2 separate regions of the Mus musculus genome follow, and region 1 is linked to region 2. The links are chromatin contacts, called in public Hi-C maps. All regions are on one chromosome and are shown on one strand. Each heading gives the region's core, a stretch centred on a gene start, on an enhancer-like site or on the middle of the called end of the contact. The rest is flanking DNA. Distances are from core to core; before and after follow the strand shown.

The links. Hi-C and Micro-C count contacts between places; a contact is called where the count stands out from the background.
Region 1: a contact with region 2 is called in a Hi-C map of bone marrow-derived macrophages, with 31 read pairs. The contact joins two enhancer-like sites. A contact is called at or near these places in 2 of 15 datasets of contacts at CTCF or cohesin (the NIH/3T3 cell line and large pre-B cells), 8 of 484 Hi-C or Micro-C datasets (bone marrow-derived macrophages, cerebral cortex, cortical neurons and 3 more), 3 of 115 datasets of contacts at active chromatin or transcription factors (bone marrow-derived macrophages, embryonic stem cells and stem cell-derived neural progenitor cells) and 2 of 9 other capture datasets (adipose tissue and liver).

Annotation. Positions count from the first base shown.
Region 1 is chr11:67,654,674-67,658,878 of GRCm38.p6, forward strand. All of the region lies in intron 5 of Gas7 (growth arrest specific 7), which reads left to right. Among named protein-coding and RNA genes, the nearest start is that of Rcvrn, 39 kb to the right of the region's middle. Within about 2 kb of position 2,013, at least 37 of the 459 cell types and tissues checked have an H3K27ac peak or open chromatin away from gene starts, as enhancers often do. A contact at or near this core is called in bone marrow-derived macrophages, where this site is marked.
Region 2 is chr11:67,477,197-67,481,592 of GRCm38.p6, forward strand. It overlaps a transcript of Gas7 not described here. Among named protein-coding and RNA genes, the nearest start is that of Gas7, 110 kb to the right of the region's middle. Within about 2 kb of position 2,490, at least 58 of the 459 cell types and tissues checked have an H3K27ac peak or open chromatin away from gene starts, as enhancers often do. A contact at or near this core is called in bone marrow-derived macrophages, where this site is marked.

The DNA.
Region 1 (4,205 bases), core at 763-3,262, 180 kb after region 2:
TGGGTCCTTTCACTCAGAGTTTCTGAGTATGGCCGTGAGATTCTCATTGGCTGGCTCACCTTGTACCCTCCTGCCTGGTCCTTCCCTCTGGCCTGTATCAGCGCATCTCTAGGATGGTCTGCAGCACAGAGCTGCTATCATGGCTTCTGGGACACTGTTTAAAGTGAGGACTCTGAGACATATTAGCAGTTGCTTTCTCTGGGACAAGGACAGAAAAGTGCCTTCCTTTCACTACTTCTGGAGGAAACTGAGCCAAGGAGAGACTGGCTATAAGTCACAGCAAGTGACAAAGAATATTCAGGACTGGAATCCAAGCCTCCCTGATGCCAACCTGGGCGCTTACACATACACCCCTTGGATACTCTTACCCCATGTCCCTTCAGGCTGGTGACCTGAACCATCCTTTCCCTCACCCAGGACTATGTCTCCATACGGAGCCCATAGCTCCATGTTCAAACCCTATAGAACGCAGCACTTCTTCAGAGGATGGGATGGCCCCATTTCTAGGAGGCTGAGACACCAGCTTCCCTACTTCAGGGAATATGGGAGTGTGTGGTGAGCAATTTCCCTCCCATCTAATCTGGAAGGCAGCGTTGCCAGGCCCTGCCAGCCCTGGGTGCATATCCTCGATCAGAGAGCAAGGACTGGGCTGGATCTGAAGCTTAGTGGCCCAAAGCTAGTTTAGAAGAGAAGCTGGCAGCAGCAGAAGGGCTGGCAGCCATGCCTGGGCCTCGTCCCTGCCATCAGCAGTTCTGGGCTGGCAGGTGGGGGCGGGGAGCCGTCTGATTGAGAGTGACAGACACTAATGGCTGCTCACTGCCCTCGGCACAAACTTGACACATCAGGTTGTAGGGGATTCGAGCAACAGTGACAGGGAGAGCACCAGGCACAGGACAGAGGAATTAGAGGACCTTGTGGCCCTTCATTTGGATGCGCAGTGTAACCGGTCTGGAGGCATGGCATCCTGGGAGGGAGCAAGTGGCTGGAGGAGAGCCATGTGGGGGCCTCTCCTATCTTCTCACTTACCAAGCCAGAGAAAGGCACACGGAGTACTTAGCTGCAGCCGGAGTTCCCAAACCATGTAACTCTGCAGGCTGTAAAGACACTGACTAAAGCCCTCCCCTGGGACACAGGCATCGCTGCCCCAGCTTCCCACGTCGGGCCCTGTGGGTGGGTCACACGTGGGTGGCCTAGCTAGGTGCCTCATCAGCTGCCGTTGCTCCCTTTGTGCCTCGAAGAGTGTCTGGGAGCAGTCCTCATGATCCTGCAGAATGTCTCAACTGAGCATCCACTGCAGAGGAAGCATCCCAGCTATAGGGGTAAGGTGTTTTCCCACATGTCTGTGGGTGAGGCAAAGGATCCCCAGAGGAGTTGGTGGGAGGGGCCATACCACCCACCTACACACACACACATGCACACACACACATACACACACACATATACACACATACACAGACACACACACACATATATACACACACACATATACATACACAGACACATACACACACATACACAGAGAGACAGGCACCCCCCCCCCCCCCGTTCTGCTTCCTGCTTAGCCCTGCCTTGGCCATGAGTAGGGCCTACCTACACTTTGCCCCAGGGTATAGGACAAGTCATGTGGGACAGGGTTTAGGATCCTAGTCTAGACCCAGAGTCCTAGTCTAGATTCAAGCCATAGCTCCACTATTACATACGAGCTGAGCATTCTGTGTTAGGTCACTTAACCTCTCTGTGCTCAGTGCCTTCCATGGCTGTTATGAGGAGTCCGTGAGTTCACCCATGGTAAGCACCTGGGGCATGATTAGCTCATGCTGAGCATAAAACAGATCCCTGGGCTGTCTACTGTGTACGGCCAGGAGGGTCGGAGGCCCTCATTGTTCCCAAGGCTTTCAGAGAAGACACACCTTTCCCCAGGGGTGCAGCTGTGCATTCCTATAAGTTGCCTGGAAATCACCAGGAGAGGGAAGGAATCTACCCATGGAAGTATCGGGGAAGGACATGTCCCACTTCCTCTTCCTGCCTGAGCACCGCAGTCCTGCTAATGGAGCCTTGTGGTTTGGCGACACAGGAGCCTGGCTATGAGGCCTGAAGGTCAGAGGGGCAGAGTCAGCATGAGGACTTGGACCACTTGTGACTGGCCTGTCAGCCTCTGTGCCTCAGTTCCCTGCCCTGTGCAGGTCTGCGCCATTTTCGCAGATGGACATTTCTGCCCTGATTGCTTCCTGGGGGTGACTTCATTTCACTGCCCTCAAGGTTCCCTCCACTGCTGTGGACTCTCCCTCCCTCCAGATGCATTCATCTCCCCTCCCCCATTCCCCAGTGTGGGGACACACCTATAGTCAGGCTTGGCTTCTCATGCTCTCAGACTTGCCACTGTTGACTTGTGGGGTCGAGGGCAGTCCTGAGGCGTTCCCTCCTGGGGCCACCGTCGTGGTCTGCCATCCTGTGCAGTCTCCACCACTTGGGGCTGGGCACTCACGCAGAGGGCACGTTGTACTTAACTGCTTCCGCAAGGCCCCTCTTGCTTCTGAGCCAAACTCAGCATGCATATGTGTGAATACACATGCACTCACACAGACACACACACACACACAGAAGTACTCGCATTTGCACACACACAAACACACACATGTGCCCATAAACATGCACATGCACACACACGCAGGCCCCTTTCCTTTCTGGAACATTCTTACCTCTGCCTAGCTTGCCTGCCTCCTCAAGCACTATTTCATCTAAGAGTGGTCTCAGCATCCCCAGCCCTTCCTGTGGCCTCAGCATCCCGTGCCTACCCTAATGAGAATTGTATCCCAAGAACCATCATCCCTTAATTATCAGGCTCTTGAGAGCAGATGCTGCACTGCAGACCTAGTACCCAGTCATTGCTAGAATGACGATTTGTTGGGTCTCCACTGTTTGCCTGCTGTGGCAGAAGCTAGGAAAACCCTGGGGAAGGATGCTCTCTGCCTCTCCACCTGCCCTCATAGACGGGCTGTCAGGAAGGAAGGGAGTGTGAAAACGCCATCAGAAGTAGCAACACCGACATATGTGTGCAGGGTGCTTGGGAGACACGGCATAGTAGGGAATCCCAGGGTAGCACATACCATGGAGGGGCTATCTGGCAAACATTTAGCTCTGCTGCCAGCCTGACCTGAATTTAAACACTCTGTGATCTGACTTCCTCAGTGTTATGCACTTCTCTACATGACCACCAGGGGGAGAAGGGCTCTGACGTCTCTGGGAAGCCCCTTTGAACTAACACAAACCAGAAGTGACAGAGACAGTAACCCCGTACCCCAGAGCTCCTCACCAGGGCATCCTGAGAGTTACAGGGGCATCAAGAGTTGGCAGCTTCTCCCACTTCCCACCCTCACTCCTGCCCTGTGGCCATCTTCCCGTGGCTCTTCCAGGGCCATACAAGGGGCCTTCACCTTCTAGACCCCCAAACCTTCTCGTCCCTGCTGTAGGCATCTGTTGAGAAGGCTCTGAGACCCTGGGGCTTGCTCATTATTCTGTCTTCCACGGGTGGGTGCAGACCTTCCTTGGGTATCACTCCTCCCCTGCAGCCTGGCTTGGGAGCGCTGCTTCTCACCAGTAGTCACCCAGGCCTCACCCAGAGCCTCTGACCACACACTCGGGCTAGGACCCACCCATCTGTCCTAACAACCCCTCCCAGGCGATGAGGTGCCTTAGAAATCAGTCATGCCCGCCTTTGAGTACTGTGGCCACTACATACCAGGTCCAGGCCTGTGAATTCACCTAGCTGGGGACCCCACCAACTACACACTGAAAATTGTGTCTGTACCCAAATTAAGTATTATAAATCTAGAGCTGGTCAGAGGGTGACTATTTGTAATATGCAAATACTGTACCCTTTTACATAAGGAAGCCTTGGCATCTATAAACTCTGCCATCCACGTGGGGCTTGAAACCATTGCCTACCCCTCTAACCCCCAGATACTGAAGGGCAATAGCGTCTTAAGTCTATGGCTTCCATTAGTTAGTTATTAATTTACATGTGGTTGTGCGTGCACAGTTGTATGTACATACCTGAATGCATGTGGAGACCAGAGGAAGACACATCTTTCTCTATCACTCTCTGCCTGATTCCCTTGAGCTACTATCTCACTAACCAGTTCGATGCCAGATGTTCTCCTGCCCTTAAGTCAGAGACCCCAAGTGCGATTCAGCTGACATAGGAG
Region 2 (4,396 bases), core at 1,240-3,739:
CTCAGGCCTGGGTAAAGATGTCATAAACTATAACAGCTCTGGCCTGGCACAGGAGTTGGCATTGTCTGGCTGGCTGGCTGACTACTTGGCGGCTGGCTCTGTGGAAGGACGAGGTGGATGGATTCCTGAGAATAAAGGGAGAGCTTACCTTTGGGAGCCTGGCACACATTTTCTGAGTTTGGGTTTACAGCTTAATTTGTTTTTCTCTGAAAAGAGGAGAGTGGCTTTGGCGATGTGAACCTTGGTGTTATGGAAAACTAAGGGTGATGGGCTAGTTCTGGGTCGATATGGAGTGTTCTTCAGAGGTCTGCATATCCAGGGCTTGGTGCTCAGCCAGGTTTGGAAACATCAGGGGCTTGAATCAAGAGAAGAGAGATTAGACTGGTGAAGGCTTGCCCTAAGAAGAGCCTACCACCTCCCTCCTCTGTATCCCCTTCATCACTTTTCTTCCTCTCCCTCCCTTCCTCCATCCCTCTTCCTCATCTTACCATTCTCCCTTTCTCTCTCTTTCCCCCTATCTTGTGCTTTCACCTGGTGTCCGATGATGCCACAGAGGAAAGCTGATTGTGGACTTGGAGACCGTGGACCAAACACAACCCTTTTGTCCTTATAAGATGTTGTCATGGATTCCGTCACAGTGGCATAGGCTTGGGGCTCTAACTGTTGGGCCCTTGGCTCTTGCACACTGGATTGGCTACTTGTTCATTCCTTAACTGGATATCATTCCTTGAGGACCCACTGCCTCTCAGGGTATTTGGAAAGATTCTCATGGAGCTAGGAACATGGATATGGTGTGATGTGTGTGGACCAGTGATGGTAATACAAACATTGTCACTGCAAGGGGCTGCTAAAGAAGTAGGCTCTGATTTTGAGTGTCCTTCCACCCAGAATCTACAGGGCCCCTCATCCCAGCCTCCTATTCCTGTTCTATGGTTATCCTTCTTTAAGCCCTCTAAAGTAGCTGTTGGGGTGTTTTCCTGGGACCTCCTTGTTCTCTGCTCAGGAGATTAGAAAGCTGTTGCAATTCTTGGTCTAGACAGGACTTACCTGCTCAGGGAGAGTTGCATTAGCTCACGATTTCCTCAGTCCTCCACTGTAGCCTTTCATGGCACCCCCTGGGTTGTCAGGTGTGTTCTGGGCCCTGAAGATGCAGCTGAGGATGAGCTGAGCCTAGTGAGACTCAGGGGTTGCTGATGGAGAGGTCTCAGGGTCCCAGGGGCCATCTAGGGTGATAAGAGCCCAGAGGCTGTGAGCAGCTGACTTGTGTCCCTTCTAAATTTCTAAGTCAGTGTCTTATCTTCTCCAACCTTAGACTGACACTATATTGGGGGATAGGTTCTTAAAAGGGCCATTAAAATGCAGTCATTTGGGTAGGGTCCTAATAAGATGAGGGTCCTATGGAAAAGAAATTAGACAGAGACCACATACACATTTAGAGGAACAGCCACGTGAGACACAAAAGGAGACGATGACAACGTGTATAGCAGGGAGAAGCTTTAGAAGAGACCAACCCTGCCAGCTGAGCATGACGGCTGATATTTATGATCCCAGCACTTGGGAGACAGAGATAGGAGACCAGCGGCAGACAGAGGCAGAGACCAGTCGGGACTACATAGTGAGACTCTGCATCAGAAACCCTACCTTGAAATGGCTCAGTGAGTAAAAAATGTATGCTGTGTAGGCTGAGTTTCATCCCCAGAAACCAGTACCTAGATTGGCAGGAGAGAGCTGAGTTCTGGAAGTTGTCCTGTGAGCTCCTCATGTGTGCTGTGGCATGTGCATGACCTCACACTGTGAACATTCCAGCACATGCCTCCTTTGCTCTCACATGTGTGTGCATGTGCACACACCACACACACACACACACACACACACACACACACACACACACACACACAAAACCCTGCTTCTTCCATTTCCCCCTCTGAACTTACAGCCCTGTATTCTCCTTATTCAACTGTTACCATTTGCCTCCCACATGGTACCAGAGCTCTGTAAGGCATGGCACATTTCTCTGAATTTCCGGGTCCCCACACCTCAGCACAAGTAGAGGCTCTTGGGATCCTGGACACATGTCTTTTGGGTGAGTTTGGTCTAAAACAAGGGTTGGAGATCACATTCCTCAGTCTACATTAAAATCCAAAATTTTTAATTAAAATAGCTGCTTTTCCACCTCAGGCCTCAGTTTAGAGCTCACCCAGCAGGGAACCCACTGCTAATTCCCAGGGCTGTGTCCCAGCTGCTATAATCTTCACCTAGACACCTACTTGGTGACATTCTTAGTTTTTATTCACTCTTGGCAGCCTAAGCTTTAGATCCTATTACACCAGGGTCACCAGCCACCAGTGAGTCTGAACACCACCGTTAACCCCAGAGAGTTAAGCTCCAAGGCCAGGGGTTGGGTGGCTTCAGTGTTCTAGAACCTGTGATGTGACCTGGCCCAGAGCTGGGCGTGCATAATCTTTAGGAAATGACATTCTGTCAGCTCAGAGGCGGTGTTTCTGTGGGGGTGTCAGCCTGCCCTTCTCACTTCCTCTTGCTAACTACCCTCCTTTCTCTTCCAGCTTCAGCCACTTTTTCTTTCTCTGCTACCCAGCTGGCCGTCCTGTGGTTGGCTCCTGCCTGTGAAAGGAGAGGGGCTCCTTCAGTACCTTCAGCACTCCTGGGAAGCAGCCATTCTCCATTCCTTTAACTTCTAAACAATTCTCTCTTGCATTTTTCTCTGCCCTCCCTCTTCAAAAGCATGGGTCCAACTCACAGAGCATCAGATCCACTGTTCTAACAGACATGGCTGGTGGCACCTGTTATGTCCCCAGCATGGTTTTGCCATCCCCACTGTCTCATTCCAGAAAGGTCTCCGAGTTGATGCTTTTGAGGTTAGGTCTTAGAGTGTTTCTCAGGTTAGCCTCAAACTTGTGACCCTCCTGCCTCGGCTTCCCAAGTGTTGAGATCACAGACAGGACACATCATGACTGACTCTTAAGTCTGAGAGATTATTTTTATCCCCCCACCCCAAGAACACCTTGAACTTAATAAGCAGTCCCTCCACAGCCTCCTCTTTCCCAATGCTCCCAACCTTTCTCTGTTACTGATATATTTTCTCTTTCTGTGGATTTGCCTAGTGCAGGCATGCCTTAGAACTATAGCTGGTGGGTTGGTTTTCAGTGTCTTCAGGTTCACTGATATAGCAGTCTGTGACAGTGACTCATTTCCTTCTCTGACTGAATAGTATTCTATTTCCCTCTATCAGCAGATAGACTTTCGGGTTGGTTCTTTGTTGGGCTGTTGTGAGCAGCACTATGCACGATATTTTTGGTGGTTAATTCTGCCTTTCCAAATGTTGGCTCTTCATGAAAGTTACTGGTTCTGGGGAAAGCACTTGATGAAGGAGACAACAGACACAGATCTGTGCTCTGCCCTGGTCCAGAGGTTTGTCCATTCACAGTTTGCCCATCTCCTCAATGGGTCTTCAGCTCCTTGCCTTGCTTGCTCAGCCTTGCAGAACGTCTCTTATGGGACACAGGCGGGGAGTGCAAGGTTGGGCTCTCCAGCAATACCACTAGATGCCAGATGCAATCAGGTTTTGGTTCCCCATCTTTTCTTTGATTTCTCCCTTTATGTTTTGCTACATCCTCATCTGTGGTTGCTATCTGATGTGTCTAGATTCTGCTTTCCTTTCTCCTTCTCTGTCTTTTGCTGGCCTGGGGCTGCTGACAATGTGCTACGTTCAGTGCCCTGCAGCTGGAAGAAAGTGGAGGGCTGTCTCTGTGTCCAGCCACACTCAGCAGCCCTGGGTGATGGCAATGGCAGAGCATCAGCCAAAGCTGGGTGAGAGGACAGAGAATGTGAACCGTAGCAGTGTCATCCTGTCTCTGGCTTGGTTTCCAGACAAGCTTGAGGCTGTTTGTGGTCCAGGAAGGAGGCAGGTTGATGGGCTCTTGGCATGTAGAAAAATGCAGCCAGCAGACCTGGGGAATACTTGGGGAAGAGCAGCAGATGGGCGTGTTGCTTTGGGAATGCTGTGTCCTGAAGCCTCTGGAAAGTGACAGCTGTGGTCTTTGATTTCCCCTAATGTGTTTGTTCATGGTGTCTCTCATAGACTTGCTCTCTCCTCATTTAGCCCAAGATAGCTTGAATTTGCTATGTGGTTTAGGGTGACTTTGAACTTGTGATTCCCCTTGCCTCCACCTCCTGAGTGCTTCCCCTCGTGTGTGTGTTATCTCCATGCCTGATATATTCCGTGTTGTGGATTGAAACTAGGGCTTTGTACATGACAGGCTTGCACTCTACCAGTCAACCTATAGACTAGCCCAGTTGGGGGTTTTTGTTTGCTTTGTCTTGTTTTTGAGACAGGCTCTCCTTGTGTAGCCCAGGCTGGCCTCTAGTTGTTGATGTC